2 separate regions of the Mus musculus genome follow, and region 1 is linked to region 2. Evidence: chromatin contacts called from public HiChIP or PLAC-seq data. All regions are on one chromosome and are shown on one strand. Each heading gives the region's core, a stretch centred on a gene start, on an enhancer-like site or on the middle of the called end of the contact. The rest is flanking DNA. Distances are from core to core; before and after follow the strand shown. Region 1 holds the start of 2900024J01Rik (a long non-coding RNA gene). Region 2 overlaps Psen2 (presenilin 2).

The links. HiChIP or PLAC-seq counts read pairs in DNA pulled down with a chosen protein or histone mark.
Region 1: an H3K4me3 HiChIP or PLAC-seq map of forebrain shows a contact between it and region 2, with 5 times the contacts expected there. The contact joins the promoter of 2900024J01Rik here to the enhancer-like site in region 2. A contact is called at or near these places in 2 of 484 Hi-C or Micro-C datasets (cortical neurons and embryonic stem cells), 9 of 115 datasets of contacts at active chromatin or transcription factors (bone marrow-derived macrophages, embryonic forebrain, embryonic stem cells and 4 more) and 1 of 9 other capture datasets (embryonic stem cells).

Annotation. Positions count from the first base shown.
Region 1 is chr1:180,773,314-180,779,848 of GRCm38.p6, forward strand. It overlaps 2900024J01Rik (a long non-coding RNA gene), which reads left to right and starts at 4,648. Exons shown (of 3, transcript XR_373751.4): 1 at 4,648-4,746.
Region 2 is chr1:180,221,296-180,227,517 of GRCm38.p6, forward strand. It overlaps Psen2 (presenilin 2), which reads right to left. Exons shown (of 11, transcript NM_001128605.1): 11 at 5,709-6,222. Gm37336 (a long non-coding RNA gene) reads right to left here and starts at 1,103. Exons shown (of 2, transcript XR_865771.1): 1 at 423-1,103. Within about 2 kb of position 4,741, at least 272 of the 459 cell types and tissues checked have an H3K27ac peak or open chromatin away from gene starts, as enhancers often do. A contact at or near this core is called in bone marrow-derived macrophages, cortical neurons, embryonic stem cells and 2 more, where this site is marked.

The sequences.
Region 1 (6,535 bases), core at 3,398-5,897, 550 kb after region 2:
CTGTCATTGCTCTGAGCCATCAACCCAGTCCCTTCCAGTTCTGGTGTTGGAGGTATTCCTGGCAGATACTTGTTTAATTCCATGGGTGTAGAAATGTTTTCTGCATCTCTGAGAGCCAAAACCTCTCAGCTGAAACACCAAACAGACCCTGACTCCTCAGCCCCAGCCAGGTGCTAGGGGTGGAGGCACAGGGGTGGCTCAGGTTGTCCCCCAAAGCCCATTTGCTCCTAGACTTACCTAATGAGCCAGGGTCTAGAATTGGTGAAGCATTGCCTAACATGTGCCAGGCCCTAGCTGGATTTTCTTAAAGCAGGTAGGCACTGGGGAAGCTGAGGCTGGAGGATTGCATCCAGTTCAAGGCCTATGCAGGTTATAAAGCAAGATCCCTAGGCCCAAATCAAACAAAAACAATGTAAATAGCTGGGTGTGGTGGCGCATGCCTTTAATCTCAGCACCTCAGGGAGGCAGAGGCAGGTGGATTTCTGAGTTTGAGGCCAGCCTGGTCTACAAAGTGAGTTCCAGAATAGCCAGGGCTACATAGAGAAACCCTGTCTTGGGAAAACAACAACAACAAAAAAACAAAAAACAAAACAAAACAAAAACAAAAAAACAACATAAATAACCAGAACTGGAGAGATGGCTCAGTGGCATACATTACTACCCTCTAACCTGATTGAGTTTGATCTCTGGGACTCATTGGACAAACCTGATGTCCAAAGTTACCTCTATATATGTACCGTGGCACGTGTGGGTATCCCTCCACAAAATAAATAAAAGTGCAAAAGATACCACTGGTAGAAAGCTAGGGTCTTGCACCGTTGCACTGTGCTGGTCTCGTGAGGACTGTCTCAACCTCCTGTGTAGCTGGGACCAGAGGAATGTGCCAGCACCATGCTTGGCTGGCTCCCTTCTGCCCTTATATGCTTTGATCTGTTGGGCTCGGGTATAGCTGTAGGGTAAAATGATTGCCAAGCATTTAGAGGACCCAGATTCCATCCCCAGCCTACACAGGAAGAAATCTGAACTACGTGGCAGTGTAAGTTACACAACAGGTATGTAGACAAAATCATAAAAGCCAGGCAGGACGGTGTGTATCCTTAATCCTAGCCCTTGGGAGGTAGAGCCAAGAGGACCGAAAGTTCAAGGCCAATGTCAGAAATATAGTGAGTGTCTGGGCAACAAGAGGTCCTGTCTTTAAAAAAAAAGATAATGGGCCGGAGAGTTGGCTCAGTGGTTAGGAACACTGACTGCTCTTCCAGAGGTTCAATTCCCAGCAACCACATGGTGGCTCACAACCATCTGTAATGGGATCCGATGATGCCCTCTTCTGGTGTGTCTGAAGACAGCAACAGTGTACTCACACACATGAAATAAATAAATAAATCTTTTTAAAAAATGCACATGCATGCAAAATTTAAAAAACAAGATAATAACAACAACAACAAGGAAAAAGAACAATTGTTTTATTGTATGTGTACGGGAGCTTTGCCTGCATGTACATCTGTGTACTAGCTCTATGCAGTACTTGAAGAGGCCAGAAGAGGGCGCCTGAGGTCATGGAGCTGGAGCTGAAGAGTTGGGAGCTGCCATGTTGGTGCTGTGAATTGCACCCAGGTCTCCTAGAAGAGCAACCAGTGCTCTTAACCCTTGAGCCATCTTTCTAGCCCCCCACGCCAAAGTTTTATAAATCCTGAAGTATATAAAAGGAAAGTGGAGAATCATAATAGCATAACACAGGAATCCTTGAGAGAACAAGCTGGTGTTGGGGGAGGGGGGACCCAAAGGTAATGATTGATGGGGCAGTGTTCTGTCTGGGGAGGCAGCCGAAGAACCCACTGTAGGAAGATTAGGGGACACAGAGGGAAACTGAGACCTCTGTGACCCTTAGAGACCAGTTCTGCCCGCCAGCTCCCTGCCCAGGCTGAGCATTTCACTCCTAGCTAACCAGTGCTCTTCCAGCTATTACCTAGAATACTGGGAATACCTGGGAATACCTAGGATATTGCTGGGGTTAACTGTTCACCCACTGGGAGAAGAACCTCACTTCTGCCTTCCCGGGGTAGGTGCCAAGGCACTGTGGGCTCGGCAGTAATGAGACAGACAAGAAAAGTGAACGCATGTCCCTGCAGGAGGGGAGCTACCGCTACCAGGAGCCCCCAGCTGGCCAGGGGTGGGATTGGCTTGCCTCCTAGCCAGGTTCAAGGTTCCTAACACAGAGCATCCTTCCAGAGGTGCACCCCTATCCCGCCAGCTGCTCAGGAAGTGGGGAGAGGCTGGCAGAGACGATCTGCACTACCGCAGTAGTGCTCCTCCTCATCCAACGCTCGCGAGACAGATCAGTCCCCAGGAAGAGAGGGCACTGGTTTCAGTCTAGATATCCTCACAGACATCTGAGTCCTTTCCTACCTGAAGTGATGAGGTGATGCCCCAGAGGCCCAGAGTAACAGGCTTGTTCTCTGCTCTGGGATGGGGCCCCACCATCCACTAACCCTTCCTTCATCTGGTGCATGACAAACTGCCCTTTCCCCATAGAAGGGCTGGCTGTACAGTGGGAGGGAGGTCCTCTCCCTAAGGTCCTCCCCTGTCCCAGTCCCCCTTGTCTCTGAAGGGGGTCCATCATCCCACTTAATGTAAATTACACTCAAAGAAATGGTCCTTAGATCCCTCCCCCTTTCTCCCCTCTGTTTCTGTCCGTGACTTCATGTCCAGGACTTGGAATAGTGCCAGGACCACACTCAGGATGGGGCCCTAAGAGAAAATCAGCAACCAAGTAGCAAGAAGACAAAAGAGAGTGAACAAGAAAAAAAAAAAAAAAGGTATGAAAATAGGCTTAGCTGCTTTGGGGTTTTCCTTTGTGTTTATTTTTAGCAAGGATTGTGTGCCTAGCTCTGCAGTAAAACAGCTGATGCTACCAATCTTTGTTCCAGGGATCTGCCCGAGGCAACCTCACAGGTTTCTGCAGCCCAAAGGGAAGGTGATGGGTTGCCTGGCCCACCCAAGCTGAATCCAGAGCATTAGTCTCACAGGACCTTTTCCCTCTCGTGGTACCTTCTGGGTATGGAGGAAACGAGAAGCCAAGTGCTTTGGACAAGGCTGGAAGCTGAAGAGGCAGCCCTGCTTGCGGGCTTAAGCTTCCAGAATGGATCTCCTGCTGGCGTCTGCAGGGAGAGGCTGAAATGCCCAGGAGAGATCTCCACATCAGGCATCCGGAGGAGGCAGAAGAGAGGCCACCACTGTTGGGTCTCACACTCCATTTTGGATTTGCCTTTGAGGATCCCCACCCCCGACTTCCCCAAGGGGAAGGGCTAAGGGAAAACTATTTAGTTGGTGAACCCTACCTTAAGACGCCAGATTCTGGCACAGTCCCCTGTCAAGCTAGTGCAAGCCATCTGGGAGAACCACATGGGCCCTGAGCTTCCAAGAGACCCTGAAGGCTGGAAGGCGGACATTAGGAAATAAATACTTTACCTCTGTCCTTCCGTGTCTCAATACTGGTGACTTGTGGGCACTGCCCTCCACGCAGAGCTGGACAGAGTCCCTGCACAGAATAGGCCTGGTCATCCTGAGCAAGAAGATTAACAGAGCGGGGCAGTGGTGGTGCACACCTTTAATCCCAGCACGTTGGGAGGCAGAGGCAGGCGGATTTCTGAGTTCGAGGCCAGCCTGGTCTACAGGGTGAATTCCAGGACAGCCAGGGCTACACAGAGAAACCCTGTCTCGGGAAAGAAGAAGGAGGAGGAGGAGGAGGAGGAGGAGGAGGAGGAGGAGGAGGAGGAGGAGGAGGAGGAGGAGGAAGATGATTACCAGAGCACCCTGCAGAGGACTCTAGAATTCTGAGGAAGAGACGGTGTGACACAGGGACTTTAATTCATACTCTGGACAGTTAACACTTGAGGTGTCCAGGGATCACCACTTCAGGGATGACTAAATTACTGCTTATCTACATAAACACCCAAAAGAGTCATAAATTAAGGTTCTTTTGCAAAGTGATTTATGTACCATATGTGACCTGAGAGAAAGAGTGATCTGGCTGGCACTTCTGGCCCAAGGAACTTCTGAAAATCCAGCGAGCTGTGGTCTGGGGCTGGAGCTGCCGGTCGTGTGGTTCCGGGGCCGCTACTGCAGGAAAACAGCTGTGCTTCTTTCTAAGAGATCCTGTTGTACACACCAGGCCTTGCACTGAGTAACAAAACAACACTACGACCTCTAATGTCTGTGTCTGTGACTGGAGACAGTCTTGCAAGGTGGTGGCGAGGAGGCCACAAGCTTTCGAATATCAAATTTCTGCTGCAGCGCCTTGCGGCTGTGAAACCATAGCAAGGTCAGAACCAGGGTCCCAACCTCTCCAGGGCCCCGAGGCTCATGGTCTCCCACTGCAGGAGCATACCTGCTTCCGGGACCAGCTTTCTTTTGGGGGAACGGCGCGGCCTAGCGGCCTCTGGTAACCGATGCAAGGATCCCTCTCTTCCCTCTCCCTTCCCCCTCCCGAGTCCCAGCTCTTGGTTTGCGCCTTGGCCTCGGGATCTTCCGGGTCCCACCGCGCGCTGCTCGCGGGCAAGCCGCTGGGCTCTGGCGCCTTGAGCATCCGAGCAGGTCCTGCCCCCGCCGTAGGCGTGGGGACCTAGAGCTGCCCTCCGCTCCTTGTCCCGGGCCAGAGGCGGACACTAGGCGGTAGAAGCAGCTGCAGGGTCTGCCCTGCCCCCGCCCCGCGCGGAGAGCTGCTGCCAGGAACAGCAATATTAATAGGTACAAACTTCCTGGAAAGATTTTCGTCTTCGCGGTAAATGACCCCTCCTTGTCTGCCGGGGCAGGCGACGGGGAAGCCTGGGACCCACAGGAGCCAGGGACATTTGGGACCCATGGAGCTGTGGCTCACGAGAGCTGAGGTTCATTGGTTGGGGACCCACTCGGTGGGCAGGTCACAGACACCGTAGGGCAGGGCTGGGCTCGCCTTGGTAAATTAGGCGTTGGAGCCGCGACGCCCGATTGCCATTCCTCGGGAGCGCGCACGCCCTGGGCCACCCCGCCCGTATGCAGCGGCCGTAGCTCCTCCTCCGGATCGGGCTTCGGGGACCTTTGGTCACTTAGGAGCACCCAAACAACTCTGCAGCTGGTGCCCATAGGTGCGCGTCATTCCTTTCTCTAGAATTACCTGGCCCAGAAGCAGTTGTAGCCAAAGCCACCTCTCTCTTTCCCAGTCGCCAAGAGAGGACGGATCAGGAAGCGTCCCACCGGCCGCTTGGGCGCTGTGTGGTCAGTCCATGCCTGCATCTTGCGGATAGTCAGGTCCCAGTGCCTCCGCAGGAGGCTCACTCCCCGTACGGTGGCTGGAGTTCCCAAACCCTTTTTTTTTTTTACAACTCTGGACAGGGCGCCTGTTCTAGATTGGTTGGAGGTGTTTTCCCACCTGAAAGTCATCATTCATTGAAAATATTTATTGAAGCCGATGTGGTGGGAAGCTTGTAATTCCAGCACTCTGGAGGCAGAGGGAAGAGGATCTCCCATAGGTAAAGTTAGCCAGGTACTGAGCCCTTGACTTAAACAAACAAATTATCGCTACAAAGCAAACACAAAAATCCTCTTTCCCAAAACTTGAAAAAAAAAAAAAAAAGACAGAATTGAAACATACATGTGGGCAGATGGCCATGGAAGCTCACGGGAGGAGAGGCAGGAAGAGGATGGAGCAGGACAGAGCTGTGTAGACGTGTTTAGTGTTGGGACTGGGTGGTTGGGAAAGAGCAAGCCAGCCTCACAGGCTCACTCCCAAAGATGAAGACTGGCCCTGCTGGTTCCACCGGTGGTGTGGGAGTCAGAACGGCAGTTTGGGGCATGCTGGGTTTGATGCACACATTGGACATCCAAGGGTAGGGCGGAACAGATACTGGTCAGACAGGTCTCCATGCGAGATGCGAGACAGGGGAAAACACCTGAAGGAACCACCAGCCAGCCACCTCTGCTTATGGAGTGCGTGACGGTACAGTATGCGTAGGTGTAGCTAGCTTGAAACTCTCTGTAGATCAGGCTGGCCTCGATGGAAAGATCAGCCTGCCTCAGTCTCCTGAGTTGCTGTCATCCCAGTCGGAACTAAAAAATTTAAATTTAACTAATTTAAATTGAAAACAGGTTATTGACTCAGTTATTTGAAAATCTTTATTCTGTCTGAAACAACTAGGGTATAGACATCTGTTTTTTCAATGGCTTTCACATTGGGTGGTTTATAGTCGCCTCTAAGTCCAGCTCCCTGGAGTCAGAAACTCATTTTATTTTATTTTATTTTATTTTATTTTATTTTATTTTAGTGTATGGGTGTGTTGCTCATGTGTCTGTACACTACATGCATGCCTACTGCCCAGGGAAGCTAAAGAGGGCATAGAATCCTCTGGGTCAGCTACTCGAAAATCTTCAACAAGTCCTCCTCCTCCTCCTACTCCTCCTCCTCCTCCTCTCCTTCCTGTTTGTTTTTGTTTTATTTTGAGGCGAGGAGGTCTTTTTATGTATCCCTACCTGATCTGGAACTCTGTATACCAGGCTAGCC
Region 2 (6,222 bases), core at 3,491-5,990:
GTCATGCCCAACAATGAGTTCATAACGTCACCCCAGCAAGGTGATTTGAATATGACCATTCAGAACTGCAGGCCCTAAGTCGGAAGCGTGATCGTGTGCCGGGGAGAAATGGAGAAAGGGACTTGAGTAGATGTTCATCTAAAGAAGACACAAACAACCTAAAAGCATGAAAAAAGATGCTTGAGTCCAAAGCAATCAGTCACCACGAGACCCCTCATACCCATCAGGATGGCCACTGTCAACCAAACCCTCTGACAAGTGTTATCCAGGATGCAGAGAAATCAGAAACCGCAGAAATATGAGTGAGGATGTAAAGGGAGCCAGTCAGTATGAGAACCGCACCTCCCCCACCCCCACAGGGTCAGAAGCTGGAATACTGTATGAGCAGCAATTAAATTGCTGAGGGTGGGGGCCTCACAGACCTGCTCACGCTGGCCATATGGCTCAGTGGGCTAAAGAGCCAGCTGGAACAGCTATGGTGGAAGAGAAGAACTGGCTTCCATGGTTGTCCTGTGATGGCCATACATGTACCGTGGTATGTGAAGTCTTGCCATACAATAAATAACAGAAAAAATGCAAAACAAAACACAAGTCACAACACCCAAGAGGTAGATGCAACCCAAATGTCCACCATTGCGGGGGGGGGGGGGGGTCAGCTAAATAAAGACCACATTTATGCCCTCCCGCACAGTGGAACACTACTCAGCCTTTTACAGAGGGAGGAAAGCTCTTTACTTTCTGCAACACAGATTGAAACCTGAGGACACTGTGCTAATTGAAATAAGCAGACACAAAACAACCAATACTGCATGAATCAGCTCATAGGAAGGATCTAGTGTGGTCAAACAACAGCTAATAGGTTAGCTGGGAGCCCCAGAGATGGGGCAGTGGGGGGGGGGGTGTTTAATGAGTACCGAGTTTCAGTTTTGCAAGATGGGAAAGTTTCAGGGCTCTGTTTCACAACATCACAAATGTGACCAGCTCTGCTGATCTGCACACCAAAAACTTGTGAAGATGACACATTATGTGTGTTTTAAACACACATGCACACACACACCACACACATATACCACACCATACATACACACCACACCCACACTCACACCCCACACCACATACACATACCACATCACACACATCATACATACACCACACACACACATATACCACACCACATATATACACACAAACAACACACATACATACACACCACACACACTACACATACAAAGTAGAAATATACCAACTAAATCCCACATGTAGCCATTAGATCCCATCCCTGTGCTGTTGTTACATGGGCTATGGGGACAGAGAAATGAACAACCCACAAAACCAAGTTCCCTAGGAATTAGCTGAAAGTCTATTTTTCCTCAATAGACAACATGGAACTTACATTATAGAAAAATGAAGAAAGTTACTGGAGCAAACAGTCACCTCCTTTCTACCATTTCTTACTCACTAACTGAACTCTGGTCTGTATGCTGATATCCACCCCTGCTCCATGAGCTGGTCTTAAGGCCAGCATGACAATTCATGTCTGTCAGCAGTGGTTGGTTTAGGCAAGGTTACAATTTTGACCAGTGAGGTTCAAAGAAAGAGCATTTGCCTGGGAGTTTCTAACAAAAGTTTTCATTGACCAAAAAAGAGTGACTTAATCAGTTTTGCATTGCTGTAAAAGAATACCTGAGACCTGGCAATGTATGAAGACGAGAAGTCTGTCTGGCCCAAAGTCTTCTCCTTGGCCAGGAGATCCAAGAGCCTGCATCTTCTCAGCATCTGGGGGAGGGCGTTCTTGCTGCTTCATGACAAGGTGGGAAGCGTCCCCTGCAAAAGACAGCAAGCACGCCAATCAAGCCTTCTCTTCCTCCACTCCTCTCTAGGTAGCTGCAGCCTCCTGGTGTTCCTTGGTTCCACTCATGAATACCTGCTGTTAAACCATCCTGTGGTGTCCCTGGCTGGGGTCCCCTCACAGTACTCCAACCTGAGCATAGCACACATGCTCCAAGCAGCTCTCCTTCCTGTATCTTTCTGTGCATTTGGAAGTGGAAACATCTTTCAGAGAATCAAAACCCAGGCTCTGTCTCCACGTGGCCAGGAACACACCAGGCCAGGAACACACCAGGCATATCTTATGTGGATGAAGGACTCTGGCCTCCTCTGATCAGCCCAGGTCCTGTCTGTGCCCACTGCTCCTGGAGTCCCTCCACTGCACTAGCCTGCGCACTGCCCGTAACCCATGTGGGCCTAGGATGGTGAGATCCAATAGCCAGAACTGAATAGCAGCAGGCAGAGACCAGCCAGTGTCTGGGGCTGTCCTCGTTCCTTAGCTGTGTGCAGTGCACCTGCCCCGTGTCTTACTCTACAGAGTAGACTCCCTGCTGCTGCTATTTGGAGATTGCGTAGTTCTACCAGAGCTTTGGAAATCCCTGAATTACTATTTGGCTCACCTGTATACCCTCATCCACTCCCCCCCCCCCCCCGATTTGTTTTAATTTCTTTTGAGACAAGTTTTCTCTTTGTAGACCTGGTTGCTCTGAAACTTGCTCAGTAGACCAGGCTAGCCTTGAATTTACAGAGATCATCCTGCCTCTGCTTCCTAAATGCTGGGATTAAAAGGCATATGCTACCACAGCCTGGCTCTCCCCTGACTTTTTTTTAAAGTGGTCCTGCAGCCTGAACATCCTCCCACCCATGGGGAGGAGTGGGGAACACAGAGGAGAGAGAGGACGGAGCCTCGAGTCATGTTATCACTGTGTGGGTCTCCGGGTCTCATACGGTGGGCACGTGTGTTGCTTCCACACGTTCCATGCTGTGCAACTGAAAGGCTTTGCCTCTTTTGGGGTGACTGGGTACAGTGCTAGACTGACCTCCCTCTGCCTCGAGCTCCTGGGGCCAGGCGCTCTCAGAACTGGGTCTTCTCTCCCCCCACCCCGCGGCTCCATTCACCTGCAGGCCTGGAAGAGCCAATGTCATGCAACACAGCAGAGAATCCAGATGTCCACTACTGCTTATGGAAACTTGGTATATGTTAGGAGAGTTCGACAATACACTGGACAACTGGAGAGAGAAAACAACAGAAAACCCCAGTCACCTCCCTCCTAAATTAAAAGAAGAATTAAAAATCTTATCGTCAAAATAAAAACATTAGCTTTTAGAAAAGCCTTGACGGTGTAGAAAGATTTCATAAGATTCCAAGGCAAAAGATACATGAAGCATCACACAGTCTCAAACTAATTTGGCACAGCAAAGCACCCCCACCCCGGGGAGGGGAGGGTGTTTGCACCACGTTTACAGACAGGTTTCAAGATGGACAAGAAAACACAGGAAGAGACAGTGAGGTGACACAGTCGGTAAAGACATTTGCCACAAAGCCTGACCATCTGCGTTGAGTCCCTGGGGCTGATCCAGTGGAAGGGAGGAACAGACCCCTGCATACTGCCTCCAGCTTCCAGATGTGTGTAGCTGCTCTTTGCTACTTTGTGGGGGTCTTCTTTTTCCCATTTTTTTATCCATCTCCAACCCCGCTCCCCGACTACTAACAAACCCTATCCAAATCCCCTGAGTCCAACCCCGCCTCTCTGGGCCCTAGCATTAATACCCTCTGAAAAGTTCCCAGAATTCTAAACACCACACAATTGTAGAAACTGCAAGAGCAGGAGGAGCCTCAGAGTCAGCTGCTGTGGACAGTCGGAAGCAGCCCCACACCCTACACCTGGGATTAAAACGATACAGTGATTCTCTATTTTTAAAAGAAAGCAAAATTTCAGAACTGTCACTACAGGTTTGTGCCATGACACACACACACACACACACACACACACACACACACACACTGCAGAATGATATCATTTCTATAAAGCAAAAAACAACAACAACAACAACAAAAAAACAACCATGCCAACGTCTAAAATAAAACCAGCTGGAGTACAAATTGACTTCACGCCTATCAACAGTCATCATGGATGAGGGAGGGCTCTGCAGTGGCCCACCCTCCCCTGAGGAGTTACAGACAGCTCACAGTCCCTGGGGGACGAGTCACATCCCTTGGTCCTGGAGCGACCAGTAACTTGTCCTTGCTCAGATAGATAACCCCTCCCACACTTGTGCAGGTAGCCCTGAACAGTAATGGGACACAAAGAGCAAGACAAGACACGAGAGTAAAGGAAGAGGACTTGGTGAGAAGAAGGGTCCTTTCGGAAGGGGGTCGGGAGGGCGGGGAGAGAACGGGGGAGAATATAATCAAGGTATATTATACATGAAATTATCAAAGAATTTTTTAAAGGAACAGATTGTCCTAAGAATGGGTACAAAGGCAATAGGATTGATATCTTTTTTTTTTAATCACTTATTTCTGAGACCAATAAGGAAGTTATTAGCTGACTGGCTCCACAGGGCGGGGATGAGGTTTGCAGATCTGCTCAGTGTCCTTTCCAGGACGTTTGGATCTCTCTTGAACTCCTGGGGTTTTTGGTTTTTGGTTTACTGGGTTTTGATGTTGTTTTGTTTTGTTTTGGGTTGTTGTTGCTCTTGTTTTGTCTTTTCCACTCGTGTGCTGGGTCCTTCTGCTGTGAAGAGTTCAGGTCGAATCTACTCTAGGATCTTTCTTTTCTTCCTCGTGACACTTCCACTTCACTTCCCTCAGAGACTTGTGTTTTCCCAGTCCTAACACTGTCTTAGCCAGGAACCGCGGGTCCTTCAGGGACCAACCACGGCTCACCTTGCTCCCCACGCCCCGCCCCCGCGTCAGCTCGTTTACACGGTGGGGCGGGGCACACCTCTATTTCCACTTTCGGCGCTGAGTGTGGCCTCTATCCTGGCTAGCCTTTTCATAAACATCTCCTCGAGCTGCTAAGATCAAAACATTTACCCAACCTTCACCCTAGAACTACTCTGTGGAAGATAAACATTTCCATAATTGACAGTTGTAATGGGCTTTTCTGTTTTCTCCGCCGCCGCCACCGGTGCTTTAATGGCGAGGAATTATCCCGGCATCCTCAGCTGCTCTCTGGTCTCCCAGGCTCTGCTCTGTATCAGTTACCAACTTCCAACATGGTGTCTGATATCAGCAGCATGTGTCCCTGCCCTGCTGGTCTTCTTGGGTCTCTGCTGTGTCTCAGGTAGTGCTACGGGGGAAGAAGCGCCACCCTTGCTCAGTACCCAGCAGTTACTTTTGGAGCACAGGGTTGGGGCTAGCACACACACCTGGGTTTTCTCTGCAGCCCCAGCAGGGCAGTAGCTTCTGTGGTCTCACGTCCCCACCCAGAGGCACTTCAGAGACTCAGCAACCTGTGCCAGGCTGAGGCAGAGAGAAGCTTGCCTGCCTTTCATCGCAGGCAGGAACCGGAAGCAACTCTGAACCCAGGTGGCCCCCTAGCCCTTTGGCTTTCTGGCTTCTACTAAGGACGGACATCTGTCAAAGCAACCACTCAGCTTTTTAGCAACTTCCTTGCAGTATTTCTGACCCCACATACAACCTACCAAAGCCATAGCCAGGGATCTATGTGGTTCCAGCAGGTTTTGTCCCAATACCTCCCAATGCCCTGTTATGGAACTTTTTAGTTAAAGAACCCAGTGCAGAGAGGCCAGGCAGTTAAGCTTGGTCAGGTCAAGATATTTGTGCAGGAACAGAAACCCTAAGACAATGGGTTAAGCCCCGCCCCTAGCCCCTCTCACTACACAGCGGAGAACAAAGGGGCCAAACACCAGCATTCCAGCAGGAGCATCTGTTTATTGGTATCATTATTAAGCCACTTCCCAGCAGTCACTGCAGAAATAAGAACAGGACTTGGCTTCTAAGGTTCTAAAGTAACAGACATCACAAACACAGCACTGGGGACATTCATGACTGCACACGGGCTTTCCACCTCTGGTCAGGGTGATGGCGCCTCCTGGTTCCCACAATGCACCTGTTCCTTCTGATCATCCCTGGAGACTTACAGACGTGGACAGGGGCCTGCATCCTCCCCAACCTGCTCCACACACGACCTCATCCCTGAAGAGACGCTTGCTTGCTGAGCATCCAAGCATCCCACCGGCGCCACAGATGCTCCGACAGGCAAGCTGCAGTCTGGTGACAAGACAGGTAGCACCGAAGGGTGGCTTCTGCTTCCTCATCACGAAGTAAACACGACACGTTTTTATTCTTTTTTTTTTTTTCTTCTTCTTCTTTTGTAAGGAAAGAAAATTTCTTTAAAAAATATATGGCACTAGAGTGTAAAACTA